2 separate regions of the Triticum aestivum genome follow, and region 2 is linked to region 1. The links are chromatin contacts, called in public Hi-C maps. All regions are on one chromosome and are shown on one strand. The core of a region is the stretch at or near the end of the contact, and the rest is flanking DNA. Distances in the headings are between cores, read along the strand shown.

Region 1 (4,396 bases), core at 1,530-4,029:
GTACCAGGGATATTTCTAGAGTTTTGGTATTTGGGTCAGTAGCCCTCATCCAAAACACCCATAGTTTGAAGACAGATCCGTAAAATGCTTTAGGTGTATCACGCGTGCAAGCTACATTTAGTTATGGGCTTACTTGGGACACATGCCAATACTATTAACACAGCGGATTCATACTGTATCATTATTACCATTTAAAAACAATCGTGTATACTCCACTTAACAGTGAAACAAGCTCGCATAACAAAATGGTTCAACAAAACCTGAAGCTGTGTGCCCCACACGAATTATACAAACAAAAAATGAATTGTGATAAACATTTCTAGTAAAACGATATAGTGGCAGTTAGCATATTTGCAAGCTCAGCAACTCACTGGGGTTGACACAGCTGAAAAATAAGTAGCCATCTGCATCCATATTTAGAACAAATATTTTGATCCTATTATCAGTGTTGCCTCAAAAGGTACATTACATTAATTAAAAGCTATACTCTGCTGCGTATGTGAATTATATAAAGGATCACGAATAATAATTCCAGATCGTTTTACTACATTTTAAATTCAAATCTACAAGGTGGCAGGTTAATGGAAGAGATTTTGGCATAAAAGGCCACATGTAAAACAAGTTCTTGCGCAACCTGCTAAGCTATGCTCCAGTAACTTATGCACGGAATGAATTTAATTAACAGTGAGAAAGGATGACGTACCTGCAGAGTCAATGCGCTAGTATGTTTGGTCACCAAGAAATTGGTCAGATTGACAAAATATGACAAGCAAGAGTTGAACAACAGCAACCAAACAATGGTGAAATCCTTTTTGGCCAGTTCTATTGTAACGCCAACAACATTATCCTCCATAAAGAGGGTAGCAGGAAGCAAGAGAATGACAGCAATCGGAGCCATGTACAAGAGCAGGTTCATAGAATTAAGCTTCTCCCTGCAAGACGGCAGAATAGTCAAGAGTCATGATATAGCTTTTTTAGAAGGAAGAGCCAAAATATAACTATATACACAAAGCCTAGAAGTATACACACAACACCCAGTATATACCAAAAAAGACAAATCCTAGAAGCTTCCTATTTGTTGTCTATATATTTTGCTCATGAATAGTATAGAGCATCCATTTATAATGTGTCATCTATACAAATGAGATAAACTGATTACCCCTCAGACGACAGAAGAATTCCTTGCAACACGGTCTTCAACGCCCTTGCGGCAGTGGCTCCAATGCACATGATGAATCCAAACAGATGAAAGCTAGGCTCGCCCTGTAAATTTGGTTTGCGCACTAATAGTTAGTTAATGAAAAACATGCAAATCCAGCTCTCTCATAGACTAGAATAGAAACAGTTCACTAACTACAGAAGATACATGCAAGCCATAATCTACTAAATGTAGTGCTGCTACCATCATCCCACAATTTGCTGACCTAGTATGTTACACTGGGAATTACGACAGCTACATAAGGCAGCACCCATCGCAAGGGGCTCAACTTAATAATGCCACAACTAACATCATAAGGACTAATGGACAAATATAAAATCTTCCTTGTCAAGAGTATTCAAGCTATATATCATCAGCATCGACAAGTAATTTCTTTTTTCTATCTCCAATCTTATAATACTTACAAACCCATGAAGTTGAGATACAAATAAATATGGGGTTTTCCTGTAAAGGTCAATTTGGAAACTAAAATTTTCCCTGTGGAGTTTTATGGCAGAACAATTATATTTCCTCAGGGACCCAAACCAATCCCCCCCCAATGACATATGAATCATGCACACAATTAGTCAACCGGATTTCTCTCCAGACAACTAAATGGCTTTTAAAAGATTATAGGATGCCTGGACATGAGGCATAACTATTGCCCAGCCCAACTCATCATCCCTAAAGTTTTCCCTAGTTAAGAAAGTTGTGGACGTATCAGACAGCACGCTCAATCAACTTGAGGGAGTCACCTACCATTTAAGTCCAAGTAATTAGACACTATTGTGACAGATCCTCCTCTCCCCATCAGCTAGATCTCAGTCTCGCTGCTCCGGAATCCCGAGCTAGCGAAACCCGAATTCCCCTCAGATCCAACCCCGACACCAACAGATCTACCGAAAACGAGCGACGGAGAGGGAGCAGGTAATAACTTACGCCGCTGGCGATGACGACGCCGGTGACGACGGGGACGAGAGTGAGGTACGTGATCCACGACTCCCGCTTGACGGTCATGATGTAGGCGAATACGGCGGTGAAGAAAGGGGTGGTGGCACCGACGGCCTGGTTGAAGGAGACGGGCAGGTAGCGGAGCGAGACGTTGCCGGAGACGACGGAGCCGCAGAAGACGAGGCTGAGGGCGGAGATCTTGGCGAGCTGGACGCGGGAGCGCACGAGCTGCATGGGCACGATCCGGAGCCAGGCGATGGCGGCGTAGGAGAAGAGCGCGCAGGCGGACATGTGGCACATGGTGAGGAAGATGGGGTACTTGAAGCCATAGTTGCTGAGGAGGTACTTGTTGAGCAGGAGCACGCCGATGTTGGAGGAGTACCAGGCGGTGACGAGCCCGACCGTGAAGAAGCGCCCGTTGGCCGCAGCTCCCGCGCCGCCCGGCGCCGGCGACGCGCCGCCCTTGGCCGTCATCGCGGCTGGTCGCGCGCGGGCGCGCGTGGATCTGAGGAGGGGGGAGGCGCCGGTGGTGAGAATGACGGGGTGGGTTGGGTCGCGGTTGAATTGGTGGTGGGTTTGGGCACGGAGCGGAGGCGTGTGAGCTTGTGTTTATGGGAATTGGGAGGAGACGGCTCTCTCTGTCGGTGGATGCAGCGAGAACGGACGGGGGCGGGCGACTGGTTTTCTCCTTTCCCGATCTAAATTCGTTTCGTTTAGTATTTATAATTACTACTCATATTCATATTTATTCGTGTAGTCTTGTGCGATTGTTAATTAGGCATATTGCTGATATGTTGCAGTATTAAATGGGGAAAAGAATTATACTAATTTCATGTCATCATAACTTGCCATAGAATTAGAGTGCTATTAAGGTCATTTAAAATACCAATTCATGTTTAATCATTTCTTAATTTTCCGATACATGGCAAGTCAGATAAAAAAATATATGCGCATGCTTTTTAGCTACTAACCGCAACAAAAGACATTGCCGCAATGCCCAAAATTACTGACATTGGATTGATGAGACATAAATGAGCTGTGATCCGTCACCCGCAAAAAAATATATGAGAAATGAGTTGTGATCCATCACCGAGTTGAGTTTAAGGCACGTCACCTCCCCGCAACAAAATAGATTGAAAGATAAGGCATAAGGGGTCACCATTGTCGCAACTTGCGGGTTTGGTAACACGCCAGTTGCAAACAAATGGCATTGACGCTATGCCCAAAATTGCTGACATTGGATCAATGAGATGTAAAATGAGTTGTGATCCGTTGCCGAGTTGAGTTTAAGGCACGTCAACTCTTCGCGACAAAATAGATTGAAAGATAAGGCACAAGGGGCCATAATCGTCGCAACCTACGGGTTTGGGAACGTGTCATTTACAAAACATATCGATATGGGTTGCTCTAGCACGTCCAAGAAAGTAAAGGATCGTAATTTAGTATTGTATCATGTAATTTTAAATACCAACCCACATTTAACCCTTCCCTCAATTCATGATACATGTTAAAAGAAACTTTTTGAAAGTTCTTCTGAGCTAAAAAGTACAACAAATGACATTTACACTATGCAAAAATAGCTGATAATGGATCGATGAGATGTAAATGAGTTGTGATCGCGACAAAATATATTGGAAGATAAATCATAAGGAATCATAATTGTCGTTACCTACGGGTTTGAAAAAATGCCATTCGCAAACCCATACAGAGGTAGGAGATGATGTAACGAAGTGCAATAACATATCACCGCCAATGCTACAAGTTGTGTACATGTGTGCGAGATGACCAAATGTTTGTGATAAGGGTTGCACTACCAAAAAATAGCATCGGACCATATGGTGATGACATATAACACTAGCAAAGAGTTGTTTCTCTAAGATTTTTCTAACAAGATTGTGACTAAAAACCACAGATGCAGAATATGGATAGGAATGTGCATGTGTGAAATTTGGTAAAGTGATAAAATCATTTGTGGTCCATATTTATCATAATTTCAAAAAAAACATTACTTTACGTAATAAGTGTAACATTTGTTCATTTTACTTGATTTATTTTCCATAAATTTCTCTAAACTGATCAATCTTGTTCTAGTAGTGTCCTATTATTCAAGATGTTCTTGTCAAATCTTTATGATGTTATAATGTTTGTACTTTGTAATAGCAATGACACAATGTGCTTGTCACCTAATTTGTTCTATTAGGGTGTTCATCGCAAAGGAAAAATCCATGATGTGGAGGAGAGAGGAGA
Region 2 (4,431 bases), core at 1,469-3,968, 650 kb after region 1:
GCGTGCTGGCCTCTCTGTTGAGTCTAGGTAGGACTACGACGTGTTGATCTTCTGAGGCCGGGCATGACCCAGGAAAGTGTGCCTAGCCAGAGTGATCGAGCATGTTGGGCAATGTGGTGCACCCCTGCAGGGAAGTTGATCTATTCAAATAGCCGTGTCCATGGTAATAGGATGACTTGGAGTTGTATTCGGACGTCTTACAACTAAAACCATATACTTAATAAAACACACCTAGATAAGTGACAGATACAACCCGGAGATTGCTTTCTCACAGGGAGATGAGCAGAGGATCTCCGGGTAGGATCATGCTATGTGATGATACTTGTTACTATACCAGCTACTCTCTTCTACTGCTTCAAGATGGAGGCTGCCAGAAGCATAGTCTTCTATAGGACAAGCTTCTCCTCCTCTCATTCTGGCATTCTGCAGTTTAGTCCACAGATACTACCCCTTTTACTGATATCGATGCATATGTAGTGTAGATCTGATGTAAGTCTTGCGAGTACTTTGGATGAGTACCCACGGTTGCTTTGCTACCTCTTTCTCCCCTATACCCGGTTGTTGCGACCAGATGGCGGATCCCAGGAGCCAGATGCCACCGCGGATGACTGCTACTACCCCGAGGGTGCCTACTACTACGTGGAGGCCGACGATGACCAGGAGTAGATAGGAGGCTCCTAGGTAGGAGGCCTTGGCTTTTCGATAGTTGCTATTTTTGTGCTAGCCTTCTTAAGGCAAACTTGTTTACCTTATGTATGTAGTTAGATATTGTTGCTTTCGCTGACTCGTTTGTATTCGAGCCCTCGAGGCCACTGGCTTGTAATATAAAGCTTGTATGACTTTAATTTGTGTCTAGAGTTGTGTTGTGATATCTTCCCGTGAGTTCCTGATCTTGATCGCACACATTTGATGTATAATCAATGTACGATTGAATCGGAGGCGTCACCCGTCATGTCAATAGTTCATGGACATATTCACCAAGGGGTTGTAGTCCCCTTTTGTTCTTGTACTCCAAACCAGCCTCAATCTCCGCAAAACTCTGATGTGTCTGCAAGGGAGTGTCAGGCAAATAAAACATACTTGGTATTTTGTTACCCCTTTCCATATTTAGCGCCTACTGTAATTAGCGAAATCAGGTCATTATGGTTAGGATTGTAGTTATGATGTTTTTCAAATTACCTATATATATCATACTCCCTTTATTCCTTTATGTAAGGTCTATTATTTCCAGCACGGTGACCAAGGCATATAATTATAGACAATTTATGCTGAAATTATCCTTGTGTAATTTGTGGATTAGCGGCAAGATAAACCTTTAGGCTAGGAAAGGGAGAGATACACGCAATCGTGAGAGAGATAGTTTCCTTTTTTTCTGTATATAAGAAGAGATACTTTCCTTTTTCTAGAGGGTCAAGATTAGAATTATGAGGAATTAGAACAAATACACCTTACTTGTGAATTTTTATCAAAAAGCAAATATACCTTACATAAAGGAACAGAGGGAGTGTATCGGGAAGGTCCCAAATTGCAGCCTACTTTGGGGGGGGGGGAGGTGAGGGGAGGGATTTTCTATTGATCAATCTGGATCAGAGAGATCCGACTTCAACAGTTTTACCCCATTCAATCTTGAACGCAACCAGACTGTTGTTTTAACCTCCATACAGCCAATCCTAGCAAGTTCATGGTTAACATTATTCATCTCACGCCAGATAGCTATAATCTCTATCTTCCTCTCACTCTTGATCAGAGATTTGATCTCCTAAACTGAAAAGCCATCACGGGACCTATTCATCGACGACTTGTGGCCTCTAATCGAAATCTTTTAACTAGAAGTGACACAATGAAGATTGCTTACGCTGTGAAGAGCATAAAATGATAGTGTTGTCACTTGGATAATTTCCTCCAACAAAAGATTTCTTACCACAATATAACAACATGCAAAACTTCGTAGCCTACTTTGCACTGTGTTGTGGTCTGCCAACCCGCGCCGCTTGCATCCCTTCTTTAATAGCAAAAAAGAGAGTAACGCATCATTCACGGTACGCGTCCCAAAGAGAAATACTACTTCCTCAATCCCATAATGTAAGACACTTTTTTTTACATAAAACGATTTTTGACATTGCAGTAGAGTAAAAAAAAACTTCTTACGTATGGGAGGGAGTGAGTATGTGATTCCACGACTCTCACCCCTCTTGACCGGGACGCAGGATTGCCCCGTCTCCAGATTTGGAGCGTAGACTTCCCAACCGGAGCGTTTCCACGGTGCCGAAGAAAAGCCAAAGAAAAAAACCCAGGTGACCGGTCGGTCAAATGGCACCACACCGAGCAGAGTCGCCAAGCCAAATAATAGCGCGTCGGCTGCTACTACCTTCCATCCGCTCCGTCCCCATCGGCCCCTGGATTTCCACGCCCTCAACACCCTGCGACACGCGCAATCCGTGCGTACTGCACACAAACTGACAATCGCGGCCCCACCCGCCAGCCACAGTGCTCCCGGTCCAGCCCGATCCGGTTGGTGCGTGCAGCGCGTCTCCATACAAGAGAGCAGCAGCTGCCGGTTGACCGTTGAACCCTCCCCAGCCGTGCGATGAGCGCGCTGCCACGAGACGGCCTCCATCGGGCCGTCCGTCCGTCCCGGCGCCATCCCCTCAGTTCCCGGGCGATACGCACAAAAAAAGAGCGAGAGACCGCGCGCACCAGCACAGCAGCTGTGGTGTGCTCCCGCTCGCTTTCTCGCTACCTTCCTCAGCTGAGCCGAGAGCAAAGCATTAGCGGAGCCGCCCTTTTCTATTTATAATTCCCTCCTCCTCACCCCTACAAGAATCGAGAGCCAGGATAAAGTCAATCATCAGCTCAGCCTCATCCCGTTGCGCGTGCGTCCGTGCGTGTTGCCTCCTGTGATTGGGTTTCCGGTTAGTTTCTTGGCTGTTTGAGAATGGACGGCGCTCCGGTGGCCGAGTTCCGGCCGACGATGACGCACGGCGGCCGCTTCCTCCTCTACAACATATTCGGCAACCAGTTCGAGATCACGGCAAAGTACCAGCCGCCGATCATGCCCATCGGCCGCGGCGCCTACGGGATCGTCTGGTACGTACCTTCGCCTCATCTTAATTTGCTCCTCAATCACCATCGATTTCCTGCCAAGCTTGTTCGAGTCGTTGCGGCTCTGATCGGAAAACAGAGGGGGAATTGGCTCGGGCCATGGGGAAAGATAGGGTTAGGCCAATTCACGCCTTTCTGTGAACAACACTAGTTTAGTAGCACTATACTTTTATCAGTTGAGCAAATATGTTAGTAATCTGTCAGTGCTCAGTGGTTGGTGGTGTTTAATCATGTCCTGAAATTCCACTTGTGGTTGCGTGGGCGCAGCTCGGTGATGAACTTCGAGACGAGGGAGATGGTGGCAATCAAGAAGATCGCAAACGCCTTCGACAACAACATGGACGCCAAGCGCACGCTCCGGGAGATCAAGCTCCTCAGGCACCTCGACCACGAGAACGTAATCAACATCTTTCTCTTCCGCTTCAGATGTTTGTATCTGACTGAATTCGGCAATTCAGGCGCTAACCTGATACGCTGTATCGACGGACATCACACGCAGATAGTAGGCCTCCGAGATGTGATCCCGCCGGCGATCCCGCAGTCCTTCAACGACGTCTACATCGCCACCGAGCTCATGGACACGGACCTCCACCACATCATCCGCTCCAACCAAGAACTCTCAGAAGAACACTGCCAGGTAGTAAGGAGTAAGGACTAAGGAGAAGAGAAGGGCATCATATTCTGAATGAACAGAAATAAGCCATCGATTTTGTTCATATTTGTCACGATTTGATCCGTATGTATATTCATGTGCCGTGGTGTTCTTGGGTGGCTTTCAGTACTTCCTGTACCAGCTGCTGCGCGGCCTCAAGTACATCCACTCGGCGAACGTGATCCACCGCGACCTGAAACCGAGCAACCTGCTACTGAACGCCAACTGCGACCTCAAGATCTGCGACTTCGGCCTCGCGCGGCCGTCGTCGGAGAGCGACATGATGACGGAGTACGTGGTCACGCGGTGGTACCGGGCCCCGGAGCTGCTGCTCAACTCCACCGACTACTCGGCCGCCATCGACGTCTGGTCCGTCGGCTGCATCTTCATGGAGCTCATCAACCGCGCGCCGCTCTTCCCGGGGAGGGACCACATGCACCAGATGCGGCTCATCACGGAGGTGATCGGCACCCCCACCGACGACGACCTGGGCTTCATCCGGAACGAGGACGCCAGGAGGTACATGAGGCACCTGCCGCAGTTCCCTCGCCGGTCCTTCCCGGGACAGTTCCCCAAGGTGCAGCCCGCCGCGCTGGACCTCATCGAGAGGATGCTCACCTTCAACCCGCTGCAGAGGATCACAGGTGCGTCCGCGTCACTCCGCTTTGATCTTCACG

Evidence for each region. A called contact is a pair of places that touch in the nucleus more often than the background predicts.
Region 2: a contact with region 1 is called in a Hi-C map of leaf, with 3 times the contacts expected there. The contact joins the promoter of LOC123092500 here to the promoter of LOC123092495 in region 1. A contact is called at or near these places in 2 of 5 Hi-C or Micro-C datasets (both in leaf).

Annotation. Positions count from the first base shown.
Region 1 is chr4B:425,145,157-425,149,552 of IWGSC CS RefSeq v2.1, forward strand. It overlaps LOC123092495 (probable sugar phosphate/phosphate translocator At3g11320), which reads right to left and starts at 2,780. Exons shown (of 4, transcript XM_044514287.1): 1 at 2,138-2,780; 2 at 1,160-1,263; 3 at 704-932. The coding sequence starts at 2,623.
Region 2 is chr4B:425,796,726-425,801,156 of IWGSC CS RefSeq v2.1, forward strand. It overlaps LOC123092500 (mitogen-activated protein kinase 5), which reads left to right and starts at 2,719. Exons shown (of 5, transcript XM_044514295.1): 1 at 2,719-3,087; 2 at 3,370-3,499; 3 at 3,602-3,739; 4 at 3,882-4,398. The coding sequence starts at 2,936.